Linked DNA regions of Oryctolagus cuniculus: region 2 is linked to region 1. The links are chromatin contacts, called in public Hi-C maps. All regions are on one chromosome and are shown on one strand. The core of a region is the stretch at or near the end of the contact, and the rest is flanking DNA. Distances in the headings are between cores, read along the strand shown. Region 1 overlaps SRGAP2 (SLIT-ROBO Rho GTPase activating protein 2). Region 2 holds the start of IKBKE (inhibitor of nuclear factor kappa B kinase subunit epsilon).

Evidence for each region. Hi-C and Micro-C count contacts between places; a contact is called where the count stands out from the background.
Region 2: a contact with region 1 is called in a Hi-C map of embryonic fibroblasts, with 2.3 times the contacts expected there. The contact joins the promoter of IKBKE here to the enhancer-like site in region 1. A contact is called at or near these places in 2 of 6 Hi-C or Micro-C datasets (embryonic fibroblasts and skin fibroblasts).

Annotation. Positions count from the first base shown.
Region 1 is chr13:21,598,506-21,605,070 of mOryCun1.1, forward strand. SRGAP2 (SLIT-ROBO Rho GTPase activating protein 2) reads left to right here. Exons shown (of 23, transcript XM_051821259.2): 9 at 2,904-3,005; 10 at 4,030-4,227. Among named protein-coding and RNA genes, the nearest start is that of IKBKE, 72 kb to the right of the region's middle. Within about 2 kb of position 2,541, at least 2 of the 8 cell types and tissues checked have an H3K27ac peak or open chromatin away from gene starts, as enhancers often do.
Region 2 is chr13:21,671,080-21,677,644 of mOryCun1.1, forward strand. IKBKE (inhibitor of nuclear factor kappa B kinase subunit epsilon) reads left to right here and starts at 2,554. Exons shown (of 22, transcript XM_051821261.2): 1 at 2,554-2,692; 2 at 3,207-3,295; 3 at 4,830-4,936; 4 at 5,747-5,887; 5 at 6,088-6,217. The coding sequence starts at 4,850. It overlaps LOC138845089, which reads right to left and starts at 3,073. Exons shown (of 3, transcript XM_070056217.1): 1 at 2,219-3,073; 2 at 1,709-1,886; 3 at 279-524. The coding sequence starts at 3,073. The coding sequence ends at 496.

The DNA.
Region 1 (6,565 bases), core at 1,291-3,790:
AAGAAAGGCCTAAATGAACTAACATGAGAGAAAAGGGAAGCCTCTTGGTTTTCATTCCTCTGAATCTGTTGGTTCTGCTTCTGGTGGTTGAGGGTACAAATAAGAGTGAACCTTGTTTTCTGTGGGTAAGAGCCAACATTTCACCTACAGGTTATATCAGGAGAATAGATAGGCTTATGTGATAGAGAACATCAGGATGGACCTTCAGGCATGGTTGGATTTAGGAGCAGGAATTTTACCAACACTCAGGTTTCGTCCCTCTGTGTGTCAGCTCTATTTCATAGTCTGTAACTCTGTTTTATCTAGTCCCTTATCCACTGGGGGCAAGGTGACTACATATTCAGCCTCAGCTCCTTGTAGACTAAAGTCCAGTGGAAAGCATATGTGCCTTCCTCCCCAAGGCTCCCACGGAAGTCTCATTGTATCTGGTTTTGCTTATTCCTGAGCCAGTCACTGGGGCTAAGTGTCTTCAGTTCAGTGATTGCTGTATGGCTGGGTCCCATTCTCCAAAATAGAGCAAGTGGCCTGAGCTGTGGAGTGGGAGGTTCCCTCCCCGAGGGCAGTCATTCCAAATTACTAAGAGGAGTCTATGCTAGGAGACCAGAGACCAGAATGGTCTTCCCTAAAGGTTGACATCCAGACTTTAGAAAATTGTGCTCCAGAGTGGCAATGTACCCAATGTAACCAGAGGATTTGCCGTCATTAATAGGCCACTGTGGAGCCTGGCACATTTCTATCCTAAAGACAAAAACATGGAGATGATTTCTTTCTTTTCATTCTTGGAGAAAACCAAGCCATTTGCAGTTAGCTTCCATTGCTATGGCTTAGGAAATGTCAGTGTCTGAACAGATGGGCAAGTGAGATGGCAGCATGTGCAATTAGAATTGGGGGAGGGGTGTCACCAAACCCCAGGAAGCCCCATTCTTCACCTGCCCTGGCTGCTGGTCAGATTTGCCTTCCAAACCCCTCTCCAGCTGCCACTGAGATTCCTTCCCAAGAATCAGTGGAACTTGGAGACCAAGCGCAGTGATAGATTTTCTGGTGTTGACTGAGTTGTCTTGTGAGCCAAACAGCTTGTCTCCATAAAGGGGGAATCCAAATGCTGGGTACTCAGGCCCCCTCCTAGCCCTGTCAGAGCTTTATTTCCATACTCCAGAGCACAGCTGGAATATATTACCTTGCACCCTGGTAGAGGACCACTGCCAAAGCATGCATCCGTGGCTCCGCTGCTTCTTAAAGGAACAGGCTCCACAGTAGTTTTCCCTCCATGATTCCTCCCTGCTGGGTCTGAGTTACTTTGAAGATTGATAGTTCATTCTTCTGCCTGGACCCTCCCTTTGTGTGATATAGCTGATGAGTGAATGAACCCGGGAGAGGCCAGGGCCACACCTAGAACTTGCAAAGGTTCCACATTCCAGCCTAGCCTTCATAGGAGTGGGAAGAGAGAGGGCAAATCCCTGTGCCAGTCCGTCCCCATCAGTGTGGCTTGGCGGCAGACTACTGGAGCAACAGGAGGGAGTTGCCTGGAAGTCCTTGAAGTAGCGCCAGAATACGGGTGGCATTTTGACCGGAAGCTCTGAAATTGGCCAAGACCCCATACCGACTGGTGTTCTGGGGCACTCAGCAGTGAACTGGTGCCAAGCACTCTAGATCTACTGAGAGGTCCTTGGCTCTACGCTTGCTGCTCCCAGAGGGTTATGGGACTCTGAATGCCTAACTGATGATATCAGGCAGCCAGAAAATTTCACTTTTGGCACTACACCATTCTGGCCACCAAGCTTTCTTCATTATGTCTGCTTATCCAATAGCCAGAGTGAAGTCAGCTCTCTAGATCTGAGAGCTGGCTTGGGCCAGTCTTTTAACTGGAGGGAGAGGTCATTTGGGAGTTTAAAAGCCAATGGAGGAAAAGGTCGAGTCCTAGCCCTCTCCATTTGAAGAGAGTTTTTGTCTTTTGAGCAGAGAATGGGCTATGGGCATGTGAATGTACCCACTTGTTGCTGGTAAGGAAGAAGGCCGGTCCTATGCAGATCTCTTTCTACAAACAAGAGGCCAGGGGACACATGGCAGCAAGGCGACAGGAACTGCCTCCACATGGGTCTTGCCTCCCAATTCTCCCAGCCTTCTGCTCCTCATCTGTCACGCTGGGGACTGTGGGTAACCTGGTGCCCAAGCCACACCCCCATCAGGAGACAGCAGTTCAGTCTTCCCTTCACACAGGGGAAAGCTAATTGGCAGTAATCCTTGGGGGAAGGAGCCTCTCCCACAGGGATTGAGCGAAGACCTGGGGTAAAATGGTAACTGTGGAAAATGCCAACCACCCCCAGATTCAATGCCCTCTGGGCCCCCTAGTACAGCCCACAAACTTGTTCCTCCCTTCACACTCTTTCTTTGAGTCATAGCTCTCATGCATGGCCTGGATTGTTAAACATATGCTGGCTGCCAACAGTGGCAAGTTAGCCTCCTGACCCACTTTTCTCCTGCTTTCACTCTGGTGTGCAAAGTGGGGTGAGGGAAGGCCCAGAGAGGTGGCCACTTGAACCCATAGCAGGAAGTCCTCTCTGTGCCAAAGCATTGTGTTTGTGGAGCTAGGGCTGCCAAGGTACTTTTCTCCAGCGCCTCAGCCTTCCACAGGGCTGCAGACCCTGCGTAGATCTGTGCCAGTTGCCAGCCTAGAGATGGGCTCCAAGGAGAGAGATCTCGTCTCTCTAAGCAGATCCCCCTCCTCATTCCTTTCGTGTGCTGTTTAGTCCTGGAAGAGATCCACGCACGTTGGCTTTGGATTTTGTTTCAACTGTGAGCCTTACAACTTGACTATGAGTCGTTTTATTAGCGGTAATGGGAACTCTGGAACCACCAGAAGAACTATGTCCTCTACCTGACCTAGTGTTGCTGTCTTCTGGCAGGCCTCCCAGCTCTGTGCCCAGCAGCCTGTCCAGAGCGAGCTGGTGCAGAGGTGCCAGCAACTGCAGTCTCGATTATCCACTCTGAAGATTGAGAACGAAGAGGTGAGTTTCCCGCCCATGAGCGTCAAGCCCAGCCCCTGCGTTTTCCTCCTGCACCTCTTGCTGCTGCCCATCTGGGAGCAGGTGGAAAGAGCACGCAGAGAATGTCCGGGCTGCTACTAACATGTCCTAGCCAAATGTAGGCTTGGACTTTCCCCCTCGGCTGCATCCTGCCCTTAAACTCCAGGAAGTTGCTCTTGCCTTGCCAAAGGTTGTGCTCTATTTTGGGCTTTTACAAAATGCTTTTTTTTCCCCCCTCTACAATTTAATCAAAATGGCACTTGGCAGCTGTGTGAACAATATTGTGTCTCTGAAACCACCCCCTCATGCCTGGTTTTTTCCAGCATTTTCAAACAAACAGAAGCCTTTGACTTTGACACTTCAAACATCTCCATCCTCTTAGGAAAGGGTGACTGTTTTCTGGCCTCAGTGTATTTGCTTTCAACAACCAGTTCAAAAGGGCAGTATGATTGATGATCTAGCTTTCAATTGAGCTCAGATTGGTTCTTACCTTGCATCTCAGCGAGTCTTACTTTTCCCAGGAAGATCAGGAAGGACTGAGGGTCACTCAACATGCAAATAGGGAAAGAAGTTCATCGACTTGTTCAAGGTTAAGAAACAGAACCTGGGGAATTGCAGGTCTAGGCCCAGCGCACATTGTTAGCTTGTTCTTTGTACAATGGGACTGGTTTGGAGTTATTTCATTCTCTTTCCTTTAGTGCTTCCATTATAATGAAGAGCTAATATGAAATTTTTAAAGTAAACATTCAGTAAAAGAGCTGGGTCAAGTACATAACACAAAGGGAGCAGCGGTTTTTAGGTTCTTACTGGAGAGAATAGAACACCGCGGCAGTCCGTGTGAAATTTCTCTCTCACTCAGCACTGTGTGGTGGGAAGCAGAGCTGCGCCCTCTGACAGCAGTCCTCCATGCTTTACAGCCCACTCCCTGTCCCACTTCTCTAAGCCTCTCCGTCTCCTGCTATTTTGCAGCCTGCCCTGTATATTACGTTGGCCCTTGTCTTTGCAGGTTAAAAAGACAATGGAGGCCACCTTGCAAACCATCCAGGACATTGTGACCGTTGAGGACTTTGATGTGTCCGACTGCTTCCAATACAGCAACTCCATGGAGTCTGTCAAGTCCACAGTTTCAGAAACTTTCATGAGCAAACCCAGCATTGCTAAGAGGAGAGCCAACCAGCAAGAGACAGAGCAGTTTTATTTCACGGTAAGAGAGCTCAGTGGCTTTTAAAGAACATCAACAGGCACTTCAGCACACAAGGGAGAGTTCTGAGGTCTTGGCCAGTGTCTGAAAGGCAGGCTTTGAATGTTCTGGATTTGAATCTGGGCATACTTGAAAACCATCCCTGTATTTAAAGGCAACAAATGTCTACAAGTTGTATGTCTAAAAGGGATTCCCCAAGAAAAAGGATGCTCCCAAGTATACTTCAAGATTTTCCTCTTCAAGAAGTGTTGAACCGGCTAGCAGGCTTTCCTTTCAAAGCTTTCTTCTCAGCCTGCATGAAACCAGGAAAGGGGAACTTGATCTCTTGGTTTTTAGGAACTACTTCTAGTTATTGTGGCTAATACATACTTTGTTTTTTAAAAGTGTATATAGGTTCTAGGTGATGTGTTGGAGAATAATTTTTCATAATTATGGCTAAAACTCAAAGGGAATCATAATATGTAACGTTGTTTTGCAGAGAATTCTAAAACAGTGTACTTTGTTATTCATATATCTCCAGTCTTACTTTAGACAGATGGACTTTTTTTTTTTTAAGTGGCATTAACAGCCCTTTGGAAGGTTGCTAGCTGGTCTTTAGTGCAGCTTTTTAATAATTAAGTTATTTTGAGCTTGCCAAGTAGGATTTATTGCCTGAACTAAAATTTGTTTCCTAATCTTCTGAAGACCAAGAAAGAAAAAATTAAGTTTGCAGATGTGAGATGAAATATAGCCAGTGAATATGCATACTGATTCTGAATGAAAGAAATTAACTTGTTTTTCAGTCAGGAAGCTCAGTCTGCCTGCTGTAAATTGAATTTTTGCTCCAACTGGAACAATTTGTTTATTCATATTTAAACACTGTCCTTTCTTCATTAAGAACACTAATGATTTGCTAATATTTTTAAGTCTGTTTTTTAATTAGTTCAACTTAGAATTCATAAGATTATTTTTTTTAATTCTAAAGAAGACCATTGAAAGGGACTGATTTAGGGGCCAGCACTGTGGTGTAGCAGGTAAAGCCGCCACCTGCAGCAGCGGCATCCCAGATGGGCCCCAGTTCATGTCCTGGCTGCTCCTCTTCTGGTCCAGCTCTCTGCTATAGCCTGGGAAAGCAGTGGAAGATGGACCAAGTGCTATCTTTGGGGAGTGAACCAGCAGATAGAAGACCTTTCTCTCTGTATCTTTCTCTCTCTGTAGCTCTGCCTCTCAAATAAATAAATTACAGAGAGAGAAAGAGAAAGGGACTGATTTAAGAATGTTATTCTCTAAAATAACTTTCTTTTTACAAAAAGATTTATTTGAAAAGCAGGGTTACAGAGATTGAGAGGGACAGAGAGAGAGAGAGAGAGAGATCTTTCATGTATTGGTTCACTCCCCAAATGACCAAAATGGCCAGGGCTGGCTCCAGTTCAGGAGCCTGGAACTCCATCTGGGTGCAGGGACCCAAGCCTTTGAGCCCTCTTTGGCTGCTTTCCCAGGTGCATTAGCAGGGAGCTGGATCAAAAGTGGTACAGCTGGGACTCAAACCAGTGCCCGTATGGGATGCCAGGGACACAGGCCATGGCTTAACCTGTTTCTCCACAATGCCAGCCCTAAAATAACTTCTAAAACATTGCTATGCAAAGCAAAACATGCACATTATATAAAACTTAGAAGCACACAAAATAAAAAATAATCCATAATCTTACCACCTGAAGATATAATGGTGCTAGGATATATTCTTTCTGGTCTTTGTTCTTTTTTAAGTTTTATTTATTTATTTATTTATTAGATTTATTTGTTTACTTGAAAAACAAAATTGCAGAGAGAGAGAAAGAAAGAGGACTTCCATCCACTAGTCCACTCCCCAGATAGCCTCAATGGCCAGTGCTGGGCCGATCTGAAGCCAGGAGCCAGTAGCTTCTTCTGGGTCTCCCATGTGGGTGCAGGGGCCCAAGGACCTGGCCATCTGCTGCCTTCCCAAGCCATAGAAGAGAGCTGTATTGGAAGTCGAACAGCCAGGACTTGAACCGGCACCCATATGGGATGCTGGCACTGCAGGCTGCGGCTTCACCCACTGTATCACAGCACTGGCCCCACATTCTGTTTATTTGAAAGGCTGAGTGACAGAGTGAGAGCAAGAGTGAGAGGGAAAGAAGGAGAGAGAGAGAGAGAGAGAGAGAGAGAGAGAGAGAGATAAAGTTGAGAGAGGTCTTCTATCCACTGTTATACTTCCCAAATATCTACAATAGCTGGGGCTGGGCCATGCCGAAGCCAGGAGCCAGAAATTCTATCTAGGTCTCCCATGTGGGTGGTAGGAGCCCGTGTACTTGGCATCATCTGCTGCTTTCCAGGAACATGA
Region 2 (6,565 bases), core at 1,304-3,803, 73 kb after region 1:
GAGAGAATGGCGGGAAATGCTCTCTCTTCTGTACCAGGAACCAGGACAGAGGTCGCACAGGGGCCTGGGGGCCGCGCGCTGCCTGGGGGAGCTGCCCCTCCTTCTGCCCACACGCTCCTGGCCAGGGCTGGCTCTGGCCTCCACCGGCCCTGAGGACCCACGGCCGTGCTCAGCACTGCATCCCCACCCTGCCCTGTTCCTTTCCTGGGCTGGGAAAAATTGCTTCCGGCCAGGCAGGGGTAGAAGAGATGACAAAATGCCAGGTACTAGGCACATCATCTTTTTTTATATGTATATAAAAGATTTTATTTATTTATTTGAAAGTCAGAGTTACCCAGAGAGAGAAGAGGCAGAGAGAGAGAGAGGCCTTCCATCCGATGGTTCACACCCCAGATGGCCGCAACTGCTGGAGCTGCACCAATCCGAAGCCAGGAGCCAGGAGCTTCTTCCGGGTCTCCCACATGGGTGCAGGGGCCCAAGCACTTGGGCCATCTTTTACTGCTTTCCCGGGCCATAGCACAGACCTGGATTGGAAGAGGAGCAGCCGGGACTAGAACCAGCGCCCATGTGGGATGCGGGCGCTTCAGGCCAGAGCGTTAATCTACTGCACCATCATCTTTTGTTTTCACACCAACCCTAGGAGAAGGGTTGGATGACTTGCCCCAAGGTCACCCAGGGTAAGTGACCCAAGTTAAGCCTCAGAGCCCCGGCCGCTGGAGGCAGATCTGCCGTGTTTTCCCTCACAGCTGCCCCCAAGGACCCCCTCTCCCGGCCTCTGCTCCTTGTGCTGCCTTTGATGGCTGCTTCGGTCTCCAGGGCTCCAGAGCCCCCACCCCGGGAAAGCGTGACTCTCCCGGACTTCTGCCCTGCCGATGCTCACCAGGCGCCCGCACCTGCCCAGACCAAATCCTGGCCACGCTGCCCAGCTGGGGCCCCGGCAAGAGGTTCCTTCATCTTGGCCGCACAGGATGTGAACCCACAGGTCAGGCTCAGGGGAACTTGATCGCAGGCCCCCTTCCACCCTGGCCTGCCACAGACAGCAGGTGGGGGTGGGGTGAGGTCCTGAACCAGCCCCACTCCGTTCTTGCCTCCATGCTGCCTCCCTCTCCTCTACCCCACTCCCCTCTTTGCAAAGTCTGGTCATGCAGCCCTGCCTCTAGCCAACACTTCTGGCCCCCTGACCCCCGCCAACCCTGCAGCCCCGCTGCCAGGGTCCACAAAGCCGGCCTCTGCTGAGGGCTACACCCTCCAGCTTAGCGCAGGTGTGCCTGCCTCTCAGAGGTGGCACATGTTTGTTGCTCGAAGGGGCTGACCACACTGTGAACGAGAGATTGGGCTTCCTGGAGAGGAAAGAAGGGCTGCTGGTAAGGCCTCAGTAGGTTCATCCCAGAAAGGGGTTGATGGCAAGGATCAGCTGGGACATGTTGCAAAACTCAGTAGCCGAAATCAACACTGGCTGATTTCTCAGCAAAGCTGAATGTCCCTTGTGGGCCAGCGGAGATTGCGGGGGGTGGGGGGGATCTGCCCCTCATGGCTACTCAGGGACTCAGATTCATGGAAGGATTGCTTTTCCCCCAATCCCTTTATCGGAGGCAGGAGCTGGGGGGGAGGGAGGAGGCAACCCTGCAAAAGCTTTGGTGGGGTCCCCTGCCCCACCCGGATCACCCAGGAAGTGCACCAAGGCACCCAGGAAGCACAGCTCTCCCACCTGCCAGCAGGTGCATCGGGGAGTGGTGGGTGGGGCAGGACGATCTCGGACTTTCCTTCTGGCTCTGCCGGGAGCGCCTGCAGCCGGGCCTCTGTTCCGCCTTATCAGCAGGTGCATCTCTGAGCAGGAGGTGAGGCAAGGCTCTGCTCCTTCCTGGTGTCACTGCGACGGGGCGGGGCTGGCAGAGAAACCACCAGGTGTTGCCGTGGGAAAGTCCCCCCAACACTACAGAAACATGGAATTTCCTGGTTGTCCGGCTGCGTTCTCAGAGCCACAACCCCACCCCCCCGACACACCCTGGCTGGGAGGTTGGCGTGTTCCAGTGTCTCTGAGGACCCTGCGCAAATCCCTCGAGATGTGTGGGTCTCAGGGCCCCCAGTATCTGCCCACAAAATGCCTTCCAGGCTCCTGCGCTCTCCAAATATCGCTCCCGGCCACGCGTCTCTCCTTGGGTCTCCAGGGAGCGCATGCCCTGGTTCGGCGCGTACTCTTGGGCCTCTGCGTGCTCACCGTGCTGAGTCCAAGGAGTGGCTGGACCTGGACAGGGGGCCTGAGCCTCCGTGAGTCTCCCAGCTGTGGGTGCTGGCTTCCCAGGAAGCTCTCCACCAGGCCGAGTTGTCCTGCCTGCTCTGTAGACGCTGGGCAGAGCTTTGAACTTCTCTGCTCCAGTGAACGCAATCGGGGCAGGGAGGCACCCAGCCGCGTGCCACTGCAGCTCAGGCCTCTGGACCTCACACTCTTCCTCCAGCCGGCAGGTGTGGTTGGCAGCAGCCAAGCTGCCTGTCTCTTTAAGAGAGAGAGAGCGAAAGGGAGCCCGAGGGAGCAAGAGAGAACGAAATCAGGAAGTGTGAGAGCTGCGAGCCACCGCACTGTGCTGTGCCGAGCTGAGTGTCCCGCGGAAACCCCACAGCCCCCGCTCCTGGGGCGCCACCGGGCCGCTTCATCGGGCGCTGCCTCTGGGCCCAGGATGCTGTGGAGCTGCCAGTGAGTGACAGGGAGCCCCGAGAGCCCGGGGCGCCGCGCTCCCCTCCCGCAAGCCCGCACTCCCCTCCTGCCGCCCGCTGAGGCAGGAGATGGGGTGAGTGGGCTGCTGCGCGGGGGAGGGGCGGCCAGGCCAGGGCCGCGCGCAGGGCCGTGGCGTCCTGTGCTCGCGTGGGAAGCCGGCCTGAGGCTGGCAGGGTCGCGGGTTAGGGCGCTGCCCGTGGTCAACAGGGCTCTCTTCCCAGGCTCCGCTGCCTGATGCCCCCGACTGCCTGCCCTCACCTCTCCCTGGGGCCCTGCTCCCTGGCCAGAGTCCCAGGAGAGGGCGTGGCCCGGAAAGGGTCCCGGAACCGCTTGGGGAAAAGGACTGGAAACCACCCCCATCCCCCCCCGCCCCGTGGGGGAGGTGACCGACAGGAAAGGGTTAATGGGCTGAGGCTGGTGGCCTTTGATGGAGACTGAAAGATCACACAGCACCCAAGGCTGCGTCTCATCCGCCCTCCTCTTTCCGGTGCAGCTCAGCTCCTGGGCTCGCCGCCGCACACAGGAAGCCGGACACACGCTCGCCAGGGAGAGGCTGGGCCTGACTCCAGCTCAGAGCGTGCGGTGAGTGCGTTTGGCCGCGCTGGAGCCCCAGGAGGCGGGAGCGGTGGTGGGTGGGCGGGCAGCTCCCCAGCCCCTCTGCCGGGTGCAGGGGTGGGGGCAGGGAGTGGTCGCAGAGCGTACAGACCCAGGGACTGGCCACCCTGGCCTGGGCTCTGCCCTTTGCACCACACTGCCCGCGACCCCGGGTGTTCAGCTCTGCTCTGCCCGGCCCCAGGTCCCTTGCTGGCCCTGGGGAGGATGCTGAAGGGGGTAAAGTCTGCTGCCTGCTGGCTCCCCAGGCTGGGCCCCTGGCTTTGGTACCAGTAGGTTCTGCCCCAGCCTCACAGCTCTGGCCTCGATGGCGACTCCCGCTCAGCCCCCAGGAAAGACTGGCCAGCTCACCGTAGGCACCAGTGCATCCTCCCAGGGCAGGCAGGGCAGCCCGCAGTTTGAAGAGGCCCCGTCTAGCCCAGCCCAGCCTTCCCCACCGTATTGAAGGGAAAAGTGGCCGGTGTCTGGTCCGGACATGAAGCTGCTGTGTCCAGCATCTTTGACTCCCCACCCTGGCTCCCGGCTCCCGAGTCCAGCTCCTTGCCGGAGGACGCGGGTGATGCTCCCGTGACGGGGTCCCTGCCAGGCTCGGGGGAGACCTGGGTGGGGTTCCTGGCTCCGGGATCGTCTTTGCCCCCTGGCCATCATGGGCATCCCGGGAGTGACCCAGCAGAGGGGAGAGCTCTCTCAGCCTGTTTCCCTGAGTGTCTCTATCCCTCTCTTTCTCTCTGCCTCTCAAACAAACTTCTTTTAAAAAAGTATTTTAGGGATAGCGGCCTCCTTACACTTCTTCTGCCGCACATCTCAGAAAGGCCAACCCTGGCCGGGCCTCAGACAGCCACTGAACTTGACTCTGGACGCCAGGCTCTAGAGGAACTGGCCTTTAGAGAGAACAGGACAGCAGCAGCGATAGGATAGGGGTCTTGGGGCCCCCCAGGGGCTCCTGAGCCCTTGGGTTTGAGGGTCTCGGGCCTCCCGATCCTCCCCTCTCTCTGTGTCTCTCTCTCTAGCTCCCCTGCCCCTGCAGCCCTGTCCTCTTTGGAGCAGCACTGAGCTGGCCCAGCTGGCTGTCAGCTCCCGGCAGCAGGAAGTGTGGGCCCTGCAGGCGGGCCGGTGGGTGGGGTAGGGGCTCCTGGTGCAGCTCGTGTTGCAATCCTGGAGATTCGGGGTGGTGTGCTGACCCGGGCCATTCCACCTGCGCTATTGCTACTTCCTGGGACAACCCCAGGCCTGCACACCAAACCCCCAGAATCCTCATTGCCCAGGAGAGGGGACAGAGAGGAGAGGTGTGTCTGTCTGGTGAGGGGCTGCAGGGAGAGCCAGGCCACCTGTGCTCTCGCTGAGGGCTTGCGTGCAGTGCTGTGCTGTGCTTTTTGGGGAAGTTACGTAACCTTTCTGTGCTTTCCACTTCCCCGGCCTCTTGCCCGTGGAAAGACCACATGGAGCCCCTCTGGGCCCTGGGGCCTGGCTGCCGCTCAGGGACGAACTCCGGGGCTCCCCGCAGGCTGTCTTTCGGGGCCGGAGATGCAGAGCACGGCCAGCTACCTGTGGCACACGGATGACCTGCTGGGGCAGGGTGCCACTGCCAGCGTGTACAAGGCCCGCAACAAGGTGAGGGGCAGGCCCTGCAAGCCTCAAGGGCGGCAGGGGGTGGGCCGGGGGCCCGTGCACCCTTGGGTGGGGGGGAGAAGGGCTCCTGGGGATGACTCCTCTGCTGGGCACAAGTTGGGACAAGAGAAAGGTGAGGCCGGTGCCACGGCTCACTAGGCTAATCCTCCACCTAGCGGCGCCGGCACACCGGGTTCTAGTCCCAGTCGGGGCATCGGATTCTGTCCCGGTTGCCCCTCTTCCAGGCCAGCTCTCTGCTGTGGCCAGGGAGTGCAGTAGAGGATGGCCCAAGTGCTTGGGCCCTGCACCCCATGGGAGACCAGGAGAAGCACCTGGCTCCTGCCTTCGGATCAGCGTGGTGCGCTGGCCGCGGCGGCCATTGGAGGGTGAACCAACAGCAAAGGAAGGCCTTTCTCTCTGTCTCTCTCTCACTGTCCACTCTGCCTGTCAAAAAAAAAAAAAAAAAAAGAGAGAGAGAGAGAGAATGAGAGAGAGAGAGAGAAAGGTGAAAACACAGAGCAAGATCCAAAGATGCCGGCAGGGGGGCATGGCCCGCAGAGGCAGGGGCGGTGCTGGCATGGAGGGCTCACAGCAGGGCGTGTTGGCAGCCCCTGTGCTGGCAATAGGTGGACAGCAGGTGCGCCGAGCCCTTGTCACCTCCCCGTACTGCGCCATGCCACCATGAGCTGGGGGAGGAGCCAAGGGTGGATGCCTCCACCCCCCCCCACCCCCAGGCTGCCCTCTCCTCTCTGGGCTTGGGCTGGGTCCCTGGAGAGGTGGCTGCAGCTGTGGCCTCGCCCTGTGTCCCCACAGAAATCCGGGGAGCTGGTGGCCGTGAAGGTCTTCAACACTGCCAGCTACCTGCGTCCCCGGGAGGTGCAGGAGAGGGAGTTTGAGGTCCTGCGGAAGTTGAACCACCAGAACATCGTCAAGCTCTTCGCGGTGGAGGAGACGGTGGGTCTTGGCCTGGAGCCTCCATCAGACAGAACAGGAAAGGAATGGTGGGATCAGCGTCCAATCAGAGAGGGCTTCCTGGAAGCGACAGCCCTGGATTGCAGGGTGTGGGATCAGGGAGGAGAGGCCGGGCCAGAAGTCGGGGTGTGCGGATGGGGAGCTGGTGGCGGTGGGTTGAGCCACCTCTGCACCGCCCACAGGGGGGCAGCCGGCAGAGGGTGCTGGTGATGGAGCACTGCTCAGGGGGCAGCCTGCTGAGCGTGCTGGAGAGCCCGGAGAACGCCTTCGGGCTGTCGGAGGACGAGTTCCTGGTCGTTCTGCGCTGTGTGGGTGAGTCCCTCCCAGGCTCCCTGCTGAGGCCAGCAGCAGCCCAGGCCCTGGGCGCTGGGGAAGCCCCAGAGGGAAACGACTGGACGCCTGGCTGTGCGTTCAGAGGCCTGGGGCAGACACGGTTCCCAGTGGCTCCCAGGCGGGGGCAGCCCGAGAGTGTCCAGACAAGGCGTGGTCTATACAGGCAGCGGAATATTACTCAGCCCTGAAAAGGCACACAGAGGGCCACAGTGGTGGGATGTCGCACGTACGAGGTTCCTGGAGTAGCCACATTCACAGAGACGGGACGCGGCTGCGCAGGGGCCTGCGTGTTGCTTGCTAGGGGGTGGAGTTTCAGATGGGAAGATG